2 separate regions of the Sus scrofa genome follow, and region 1 is linked to region 2. A link is a contact called in public Hi-C data. All regions are on one chromosome and are shown on one strand. The core of a region is the stretch at or near the end of the contact, and the rest is flanking DNA. Distances in the headings are between cores, read along the strand shown. Region 1 holds the start of DDX41 (probable ATP-dependent RNA helicase DDX41). Region 2 holds the start of LOC106507311.

The links. A called contact is a pair of places that touch in the nucleus more often than the background predicts.
Region 1: a contact with region 2 is called in a Hi-C map of heart right ventricle, with 2.0 times the contacts expected there. The contact joins the promoter of DDX41 here to the promoter of LOC106507311 in region 2. A contact is called at or near these places in 2 of 47 Hi-C or Micro-C datasets (epiblast stem cells and heart right ventricle).

The regions. Positions count from the first base shown.
Region 1 is chr2:80,431,412-80,436,471 of Sscrofa11.1, forward strand. DDX41 (probable ATP-dependent RNA helicase DDX41) reads left to right here and starts at 1,654. Exons shown (of 20, transcript XM_021084371.1): 1 at 1,654-2,276; 2 at 2,364-2,474; 3 at 2,757-2,916; 4 at 2,997-3,071; 5 at 3,202-3,262; 6 at 3,390-3,526; 7 at 3,896-3,968; 8 at 4,086-4,239; 9 at 4,330-4,466. The coding sequence starts at 2,250.
Region 2 is chr2:80,259,734-80,264,938 of Sscrofa11.1, forward strand. It overlaps LOC106507311, which reads left to right and starts at 2,979. Exons shown (of 3, transcript XM_021085150.1): 1 at 2,979-3,047; 2 at 3,694-4,336. The coding sequence starts at 2,979. It overlaps N4BP3 (NEDD4-binding protein 3), which reads right to left and starts at 4,172. Exons shown (of 5, transcript XM_003123673.4): 1 at 3,715-4,172.

The sequences.
Region 1 (5,060 bases), core at 404-2,903, 170 kb after region 2:
CCTAAATAAATAAAATTCTGCTTCATAATTACAGTGCAGGTCTACTCAAGCAGCCAGCCACTTTACCTACAGAGAAAGACTTCCGTCAGTGTCATTCATGGCCCTCCAAGCCTGGCCTCTGCCTCTGGCACACTCCAGCCACACCTAATGACCTCTGTCCCCAGCTATGCCTAGCACCTTCAGGTCTCCTGGTTTTAGCTCACTTATTTCCCCCCTTCTCAGATAATTCAGAATTCTTTGTGAATTCTACCATATTCTTCACATCACAACTAAAAAGCCACTTTGACTATGAAAATCAGTTTGCACTGCCTTTGTGCTAATTCCAAAAGTGGTAACTTTTGTGTCTTATGAGATTTCCTGACCTCAAGACCAGTTTTCTGTTTCCATCTCCCCTAATCTGTAAACTCACAAGCCATGTTTGTGTCTTGCTCATCTTTTATCTCCTTCGACACTGGGCACAATGCCCAGCACATACTCATATTTAGTATATGAAGGGGGAGTTCCTTTTGTGGCTCAACAGGTTAAGAACCCAGCATAAGGTCCGTCAGGATACTGGGTTGATCCCTGGCCTTGCTCACTGGGTTAAGGATCACTCATTGTTGCAAGCTGTGGCATAGGCCGGCAGCTGCTCCAGTTTAACACCTAGCCCGGGAACTTCCATATGCCACAGGTGTGGCCCTAAAAAGGAAAAAAATCATATATATGAAAAATCATATGAAAATCATGTATAAGTATTTATGAAAAGAACAGCACTAACCTGTCGCTCCTTTTAAAAAGTCCTCAGTGAGGAGTTCCCGTCACGGCACAGCAGAAAAGAATCCGACTAGGAACCATGAGGTTTTGGGTTCTATCCCTGGCCTCGCTCAGTGGATTGGGGATCCAGCGTTCCCATGAGCTGTGGTGTAGGTCGCAGACGCAGCTCGGATCTGGCGTCGCTGTGGCTGTGTGGCTTTATTCTTCATCACCGTGAACATAAGGTATCACAGGGAGGACCCCTATCCTGGGAACCTCCTTATGCTGGTGGGTGTGGCCCTAGAAAAAGACAAATAAATAAATAAATAATAAAAATAAAAGTCCTCAGTGGATAGTTCCTATTGTGGCTCAGTGGTAAGAAACCTAGTATCCATGAGGATGTGGCTTTGATCCCTGGCCCCGCCCAGTAGGCTAATGATCCGCAATGTTATGAGCTGTGGTGTAGGTTGCAGAGGAAGCTCTGGATATGGCGTGGAGTGGCTGTGGTGTAGGCAAACAGCTGCAGCCCCTAACCCGAAAACTTCCATATGTTGCAGGAGCGACCCTAAAAAGAAAATAAAAATAAAAGGCCCCAATGAAATTGAAATTACTTACCCTGACAGTCTCGGCCCTGCATGCTCTGGATCTACTTTTCCAGCTTTAGCTCTGACTATCCCCTTCTGATACAAGCCAAGTGATCTCTTTGTTCCCTGAGGAACTTGCACATGGCCAGAACTTCACTCCCACTGGACCCTCTATCACGAAGCCTCTCTCTTCCTCTCCTGCACTCCCAGCTCTGAGACTCCACAGATCCAGTTCTCCTAGAAGACTTCTCTGGTTCTCCGATCACTGTCTGAGCTCTGTTACAGCATTTACAATAATAATCGTTTACATACATGTACAGCCCCTCAGAAACCACCGTCATCAGTATTTCATTTATTCTTCATCACCGTGAACATAAGGTATCACACAGATGAGAATCCCAGTCAGGGCGGCAGCATGTGTTGAGTCATTTATTCTGCAAGCCCCACCCTGACCCCTGTGGCCCGTGAGAGTTAATGGCGGCTGGAGAGAGCGGGGCGGGATCCCAGCTGGCCCGGTCCCAGAGCTCCCTGGCCACGAGAGGACAGTGTCCGCTAGCGGGGGTGTACCAGGTAACGTCACGCCTTAGGCGAGGCTGGGCACCTGGCAAGCCGCCCTCTTCGGAGTCAGCAGATTCCACGCTTCAAACAGGATCGGCTTGAGCCTTCAGCGCATGCTCCAAATTTTGCAGCGTCCAACGGTGCCTTGCCTAAGGCTTTAGCTCTCAGCCCTGGCAACAGCTGCGTAGCCGCCCACAGGGAACTGGGATGCGGCTCCGCCAGACAGGGACTCAGGAGAAAGTTTGTCCCTCTGCGCGATCCGGCACTCAGGTCGCTGCTAGCTGCCGACGTCTGCTTCTTCACATCTGATTGGATAGCATCATAGGAAAGGCGGGGGGCGGGGGTTTGCCGTGGCGCGCATGCGTATAGCAAAGAATGGAGGAATCCGAACCAGAGAGGAAGGTGGGAGCTTTGCTCGCTGGGGTCCGCGTGGGTTGCGAGTGGTAATGAAGTCGGGGAGTCTGGGCCTTGACTCGTGTATATCTGCAGCGGGCTCGCACCGACGAGGCAACTGCCACAGGAAGCCGCTCCGAGGCGGAGGATGAGGACGATGAGGATTATGTACCCTACGTACCACTGCGACAGCGCCGGCAGTTGCTGGTCAGGGCCCTGGGTCGCGGGGACGAATGAGGGCAGGAATGAGGGTTTGGCTGTGGCATGGGGGATGGCCCCAGGTTTGCAGAGTGAGGTGTCAGTATACAGGAGCATGGTCCCCAGGCAAAGGGGGGAACTGGTGAGGCGACGTGATCTGAGGGATGGGGCAGCTCTGCACCTCGGGGCACAGGATCCTCTCCCAAGAGCCAGGATCCTGACACCTGCCCCTGGGTCCAATGCCCCACTCTGCATTGGACTCGGCTCTGAGAGGCGCTCGTGGAACCTCAGCTCCAGAAGCTGCTTCAGCGAAGGCGCAAGGGAGCTGCGGAAGAGGAGCAGCAGGACAGCGGCAGCGAACCCCGAGGAGATGAGGACGACATCCCGCTGGGCCCTCAGTCCAACGTCAGCCTTCTGGATCAGCACCAGCACCTCAAAGAGAAGGCTGAAGGTGAGTTGGGCAACAAGAGGGAGGCTCAGCTTGGTACATTGCTTTAGTGTCTTTCTGACACCTTCTGCTGCTTTTGTCAGCCCGCAAAGAGTCTGCCAAGGAGAAGCAGCTGAAGGAAGAGGAGAAGATCCTGGAGAGTGTAGCTGAAGGTCGAGGTATGGTTGTAGGCAGGGGCAGAGAGGAGGTGGACTGCCTCTCCTCCTCCAACCCCAGGCATGTTATATCTCAAGGGGGTCTGGCCTCTGGGAAGCAGTAGCCAGTCCTTAGCCACATCTCTCTTCTCAGCCTTGATGTCAGTGAAGGAGATGGCTAAGGGAATCACATACGACGACCCGATCAAAACTAGGTATGTCTTTCTGGCCTGTGGAAAGTCAGTAACCCTTACTTGGGACCGTATTTGGGGGACACTGGCAGGGACACCCTAAAACCAGCTGTGTCCAGGGGCTCTCTTGACCCTTGCCACCCACCCACAGTTGGACACCACCCCGGTATGTTCTGAGCATGTCTGAAGAGCGGCATGAGCGTGTACGGAAGAAGTACCACATCTTGGTGGAAGGTGATGGGATCCCACCACCCATCAAGAGTTTCAAGGAAATGAAATTTCCTGCAGGTACTTGGGAGCTCGGAGCAGTACCACACTATGATAGTGGAACATTTGTGCAGTTGCATCCTTGCCCTCACTGAGCTCAGCAGCTACATCTTTGGGTCCAGTCAGTGGGGATGGAGGGATTGGTCTTGATGATTCTTTTTCAGTTGGTGCAATTATACATATGTACTACTCTCTGCCGTTAGAGAATTTTAGTGGACAGGTAACAATGGCCTTTAACAGACCTGGCTGTGAACCCTGCCTCCACTTTACCTGGAGGCCTTGGACAAGCCTGTGTCTGTCTTTCTCTCTTAGTTTCAACATAGTGCCAGTTTTATGGGCTTTGGGGGGCCTGATGAGACACAAGGATGATGGCAGGGTTGTTTTCTGTAGCCATCCTGAGAGGCCTAAAGAAGAAGGGCATCCACCACCCAACACCCATTCAGATCCAGGGAATTCCCACCATGTGAGTGTGAACCTGCTGGTGTTGAGGAGGGTGGTGACAGGGAGGAGCGGTCGTTAGATGAGAGGCAGTCCGTTTATTCTACTGAACCTGACCCTCAGGTCTGTCTTCTCTCAATAGTCTCTCAGGCCGAGACATGATAGGCATTGCCTTCACGGGTTCAGGCAAGACACTGGTGTTCACCCTGCCCGTCATCATGTTCTGCCTGGAACAAGAGAAGAGGTTACCTTTCTCTAAGCGCGAAGGGCCCTATGGACTCATTATCTGCCCCTCGGTAAGATAAGCTGGCTGGGGTTGGGAGTGGGGGAATGCAGGGCACCAACAGGGCCACCTCTGGTAGCAGCCATTGCCCCTGTACCTACAGCGGGAGCTGGCCCGGCAGACCCACGGCATCCTGGAGTATTACTGCCGCCTGCTGCAGGAGGACAGCTCGCCACTCCTGCGCTGTGCCCTCTGCATCGGGGGCATGTCTGTCAAAGAGCAGATGGAGACCATCCGACAGTGAGTATAGGCACCCGACCCCCAGGGCATCCCCAAAGCCCCTAGGACCCTTTGCTTCAGCTCCTCGACAGATCCTTGTGGAAGCCTCCTGTGGGCCCAGCCAGTCTAATGGGGAGTCCCCAGTCTAATGGGGAGGCTGGCTGGAGTGGGACAGAGGGGTGTGGTGAAATACTGTGGGAACACAGTAGATGGAATGGAGGCCTCTGCCAGGTGAAGGAGTCAGGGCCTTCCAGGCAGAAGGCACAGAGGTGGTGGGCCCCAGAGTGTCCAGGGACCTCAGGGTTGTCCAGCGTGGTCTGTCCAGGAGGCTGAGTTACTAGGGCATGGCTGGACCTGTGCACACAGTGCAGTCCCTGACAGACATCACCAGATGTCTGTGGTTACAGACCGGCCAAACCCAGTCCCTGTTGCATAGGCATTTGCTAGTCAGAGAAGATGCAGACATGGAAAAAATGAATTCGGTATAGCAGGAAAGTGAGCCCATTTAGGCCTACTCGGGAGCTGCAGGAGCATAGGCTGAGGCCGATCTGAAGATTCAGGACAGTCCTCCTGGGAGTGATCTGGGAAAAGGGGGAAGGGTGTGCGAGGCTGGGG
Region 2 (5,205 bases), core at 1,729-4,228:
TTTCAGTCTTTTTTTGCCTTTTCTAGGGCCGCTCCCTCGGCATATGGAGGTTCCCAGGCTAGGGATCTAATCGGAGCTGTAGCCACCGGCCTACGCCAGAGCCACAGCAACTTGGGATCCGAGCCATGTCTGCAACCTACACCTCAGCTCACAGCAACACCGGATCCTTAACCCACTGAGCAAGGCCAGGGATCGAACCCGCAACCTCATGATTCCTAGTCGGATTCATTAACCACCGAGCCTTGACGGAAACTCCATCCTGTCACTGCTTCTTAGGGAGGTAGACAGCAGAGAATCTGGTCTCCAGCCCCGCTCTCACAGCATCTCTTCACAGGGTACCTCTCTTTGCTATGCCTGTTTCCCCATCTTTCTGCAAAGTAGGAAAGCCTGCCCTCCCTGCTTCCCTTCCAGGATTGCTGTGACAGTCACAGAAACACAGAGGTGAAAGGGCTTGTGAACCGCAAGCCTGGTGAGAGGACGGGGGCGGAAATGGTGGCAATGGTGCCAAAAACGCCCACTTCATCCCAGATACACACTGCCTCACGTTCCCCCAGCCAGAGCCTCACTTCCTATCTCAGGGAGCCATAACCCCATGATCCCCATGAAGGGTCCCATCCCAGGTCCAGAGGAGAGGCAGCCATGGGCCAAAACAGTGTGTACATCATATGCATACTGAGTCCAATCAATGCCACCAGTGGCACAGAGGCTCCTCTGTTAGAGGACACAATGCAGATCTAACAGCAGACAGAGTCACGTTCAAGGTCATCCATCCACACAGCACTGAGCACCTTCTAGACACACATATAACACATGGATACCCAGGGGTCCTCCTTAGCCCCAAGGCTAGATGTAGGGGAGTGTGTGTGTGTGTGTGTGTGTGTGTGTGTGCACGCGTGCGCACGTACATGCAGAAGTGGTGAGCAGGGCATGGCACTGGCTTCTCTCCACAAGCAAGTTGAGCAATTTGAAATAGCCATGGAGCATGATGGAGGGGCACAAACAGCCCTCTCCTTTGTCTTTCCCCAAGACCCCCGCCCTCCACCCCTCTTAGATAACTTCTCTGGCTGCATTATTAGCTCCCCCAGTAGGGTCGAGCCCTTGGCTTTCAAGAGACTCCACCCTGCCCATGTCTCAGTCTGGCGACAGTCCCTTTCTCTAAAGGAGTCCATCCACCTCCCCTGCTTCCCCACAACACACACATTCCTTCTCGTTGCTTGGAAGCCCAGGGACTGGCCCACTCAAGCCAGGGCAGCTGTGCAGGAGAGGATGTGGTGGGGGAGGAGGCAGTGAGAGATGGCAAGTGCCTTGCAGCTCCATCAGAGAAAAAGGCAGATACTCCTTCAAGTGCCTGGGCTTTCCTGCCCAGAGCTCCATAGCTGCCCAATGCCCAGAGCTGAAGCCCACCGCCCTGCCAGCTAGGTTTCAGCTGAGCAACACAGGCCGCATTCTGCATAGGTCCAGCCTGGCCCCAACAGAGCCCCTTTCTCCTGCTCCTACCTCCCCTCCACCCATTCCAAGATTAGCCAGCAGCACTGAGCCCCAGACACCAGGCGCATCTCCTTTGGACCAACCCTTGGTGGAGTCGGGAGAATGAGGCTGGGGGACCGCCCTGGCCATGAAGTAGAAAAAGAGAGGACATGCAGGTAGGCACCACAGTGTCCCTTAGTGGGTGCCTTGGTGGGTCTGCTGACCTGGGCCTACCACACACTCACAATACACACAAGAGGGAATATTGTCATTCCCCTACTTCAGAAGAGAACATTGAGGCCCAGGAGGTAAAATAATGTGCCTAAGGTCATGTTCAGCTGCACAGGAGAAAGTGAAAAGGCTCCCCAGCTTAGACACCTTCCCTGACCACACTGTGCATCCTCTGCAGTGGAACATCCCAGAGCACTCGGCAGGAAGCTCCCAGTCCGGCCATGGCTGCCTTTAGCCCCATGGCCTGCCTTTAGCCCCGCCTGCCTGAGCCCTGGCCCCAAGGGAGGGTCCCACCACCTGCTGGGGGATCAGATTTGCTGAGGGGTGTGTCTGCAGCTGCCCCTATGGAATGGGACAGGAATGTACTAGCTCCAAAAGAGGGGGCAATGGGTGAAGGGGCCCAGGGAGGGGACTGACATTCCTTAGCCCCACTGGGACACTTGAAGAGGCAGAGTCCAGCGTCTAAACCCTGGAGGAATGATTCTCAGTATCACTATATAGTCACTGACGTTTTTATCAGCTATACCATTGAATCATTTCATCTCCACAACAGCCTCATGAGGTAGGCAGGACAGAAGTTATCCTCACTCCACCTTACAGATAGGGAAACTGAGGCCCAGAAAGAAGAAGTGAGTTGTCTAAGATCCCATATGACCCGCCATTCCAACTCCCCAGGCAAGACCCTCTCTTGTGTCCCAGGTTGCCCCAGCCAGGGATCACCAGCTGCCCTTCACGGGCACACACTGCTGTGTGTTACATCTGCTCAGTTCCCCACACCTGCTTTTCCCAATCACCTGCACTCTTGGGGATTGGGATCCCAGTCCCTTCTGCTTAGAATCCCCCCTGCCTGCCCCTGGGTCAGGAATAGTGGAAGCCCCGCCATGGGGACTCTGAGCCCTGGAAGCTGCTAGCTCTAGAGGCGCTGGCGGTAGCTGGCTGCATTCATTCAGTCTGGCACATACACACCTACACAGAGCCAGCCGGCAGGCAGAGGAGCCCTGCCCAGGAGGGCTTTGGGAGGAGGCTGATCACCAGGCCCAGGATGGCCTCTTGCCTCTTCTCCCTGCCTAGGCTGGACAGAGCGAGAGAACCTAGGCGGTGGGACAGGCTGAGCCCCTGTGGCAAGGGAAGAGAGCCCCAAACTGCCTGGGGTGGGCGAGGGCAGTTGCCCAGCGGGAGATCACAGGTCCCAGTCCTTTCTCCAGCTGCAGTCAGGGCCCAGATTTCCGCCTGGCCTCAGGTGAGCTCTCACTTTGGCCAAAGGTTGTGGCCAGACTGGGATGGTGCTCCAGACCTGGGAGTGTCCCCTATCCGCGGGACCCCTGGCAGCAGGCTGGCAGCTGCCACCAGTAAGGGGCAGAGGTTGGAGGAAAGGGGTATCTCGAGGGAGCAGAAGAGGGCAGGAGAGGAGTCTGGTGGGAAAGGTGGAGGGGCAGTCGAGGTTGTCATCTCCATGGACTTTCCCTGGGAAAGGCTGTGGCCGAGACAAGGCTCCCCAGAACTACGGGAGATCCTCAAGCTACCCGGAGGCGGGAGGGGACATCTCTTCCAGGCCCTTCTCTAGGGCCTGACCTGAGCGGATGGGCTGGGGGAATGGAAGACGAGGTCATACTCCCGCGCCAAGGGCGCCTGCCCTATAACCATTAGCAGCGCGGGGATCCCAGGCGCTGCTCCCAGGAAAGAGCATTTGCATGGGTTACTGAGAGCAGCGTGACCTGCCGCCTGCCCTTCCAGCGGGGCGTTCCTGATCGCGGATGATCCCTGATCCCACATAGTCCCTGATCCCGCACCTCGGTGCTTCGGTGTCAGGAAGCAGGGGTACCTGGGCGCACACCACACCTTGCCACCCCCGCCCACTTCTCAGATGTAACCACGGCTGGCGAAGGGCTGCAGCTTGGCCAAGGTCGCTGGGAGAGCTAGACCTCCGCGGCCGGTCCCACCCCGCGAGTCCGGCCGGTCCCACCCCGCGAGTCCAGCCCCCAGCCCTGGCCCTAGCCCCCGTCGCTCCCCACTCACCATGCTGGCGCCGCTCCGCACCCCTCGCGCGCTGCAGCTCCCTGGCGCGGATTTGAACCTTCCCTCCAGGGCACCGGCTCCAGCCGAGACTGCGAGCCGGGCCGGAGCGGCCGGGCAGCAGGCGCCAGGAAAACGCGGGCGGGCGCCGGAGCCGGATTGGCGAGGGAGGGACGCGATCGGCAGTGCTCGCTCGCCTGCCCCAGAGGCGGAGGGAAAACCCGGCCTGACTCACCCGCGCGCTGCCGGCCCGGGGACCGGCCCGGGCCCCCGGATGTGGGAGGCGGGGACGGGGGACCACCCCCGCCCACCGCGTGCCAACCTGAGCCCCGCCCGGGTTCGTGGCTCCAGCCTAGCCCTGCCCGCAGAAGCGCCGCGCAGCGGTGGCACCGGAGCCCCCAGAGGGTTGCGCTCTGCGCGGAGACCGTCCCTGGCGCGCGGGCTCGGGCACTGGCCGAGTCGAAGCCCGGAGTGCGGCCGACACCCCCAGAGGGCGCCCAGCCCACCCTCCTCCGCCTCCTAGTCCTCCTGGCCTCACCCGGCCCTCTCGGTTTCCAGAACCCAACAGCTTCCGAAGAGGCGTGTTCAATCCATCATCTCCCTGATCCTCACCGCCTCCTCTTAGGTAAGCAGTATTATTCCCTTTTGAGGCTGAGCAAAATAGCACTCCGAGAGGTTACCCAAGGTCTCTGGCTTGTTAGCCACTGAATTGGTCGCTAAGTTTTTTTGCTGCCAAAGCCGTCTGGGGAAGCAAATTCAGATGCCTTCGGGGGCCAGACAAATAATGTGAGTTAAGCAGGTACAAGAAGATGGAGACCGAGTCCGAAATGGACACCAAAAGGCATTCATGTTCCAATATTAAAACACCACGTCTTCCCCTAAAGGTTATGAACATATAGTGAGGTATGACCCAGCAGTTCCACTCCCTAAGTACACATCCCAAAGAATTGAAAACAGGGAAGAGACTCAGACACCTGTGCAAAAACGTTCCAAGCAGGACTATTCACATTAGTCCAAAGGTGGAAACAACCCAAGTGTCTCTCAACAGATGAATGGATACACAAAATGCAGTCTATCCATACAATAGAATATTATTCAACCATAAAAAGGAATGGTGGTTTTGTTTTGTTTTGTTTCTCAAACCCGCTGGGCCTGTGGCATATGGAAGTTCCCCCACTAGGGGTCCAATGGGAGCTGCAGCTGATGGACTACTCCAGAGCAACAGCAACGCCAGATCCTTAACTCTCTGAGGCATCTAATCCTTATGGACACCATGTTGGGTTCTTAATCTGCTGAGCCATAACGGGAACTCCAGTTATGGTGTTCTTATACATGCTACAGCATGGGTGAACTGCCAAACAATTTTGCTAAGTGAAAGAAACCAGACACGTAGAGCCAGGTGTGGTATGATTTCACTTATACGAAGCAGGTAGATCCATACAGATAGAAGGCAAATTAGGGCCAGAGTTGTGGGGAGGAATGAACCAGGAGTGA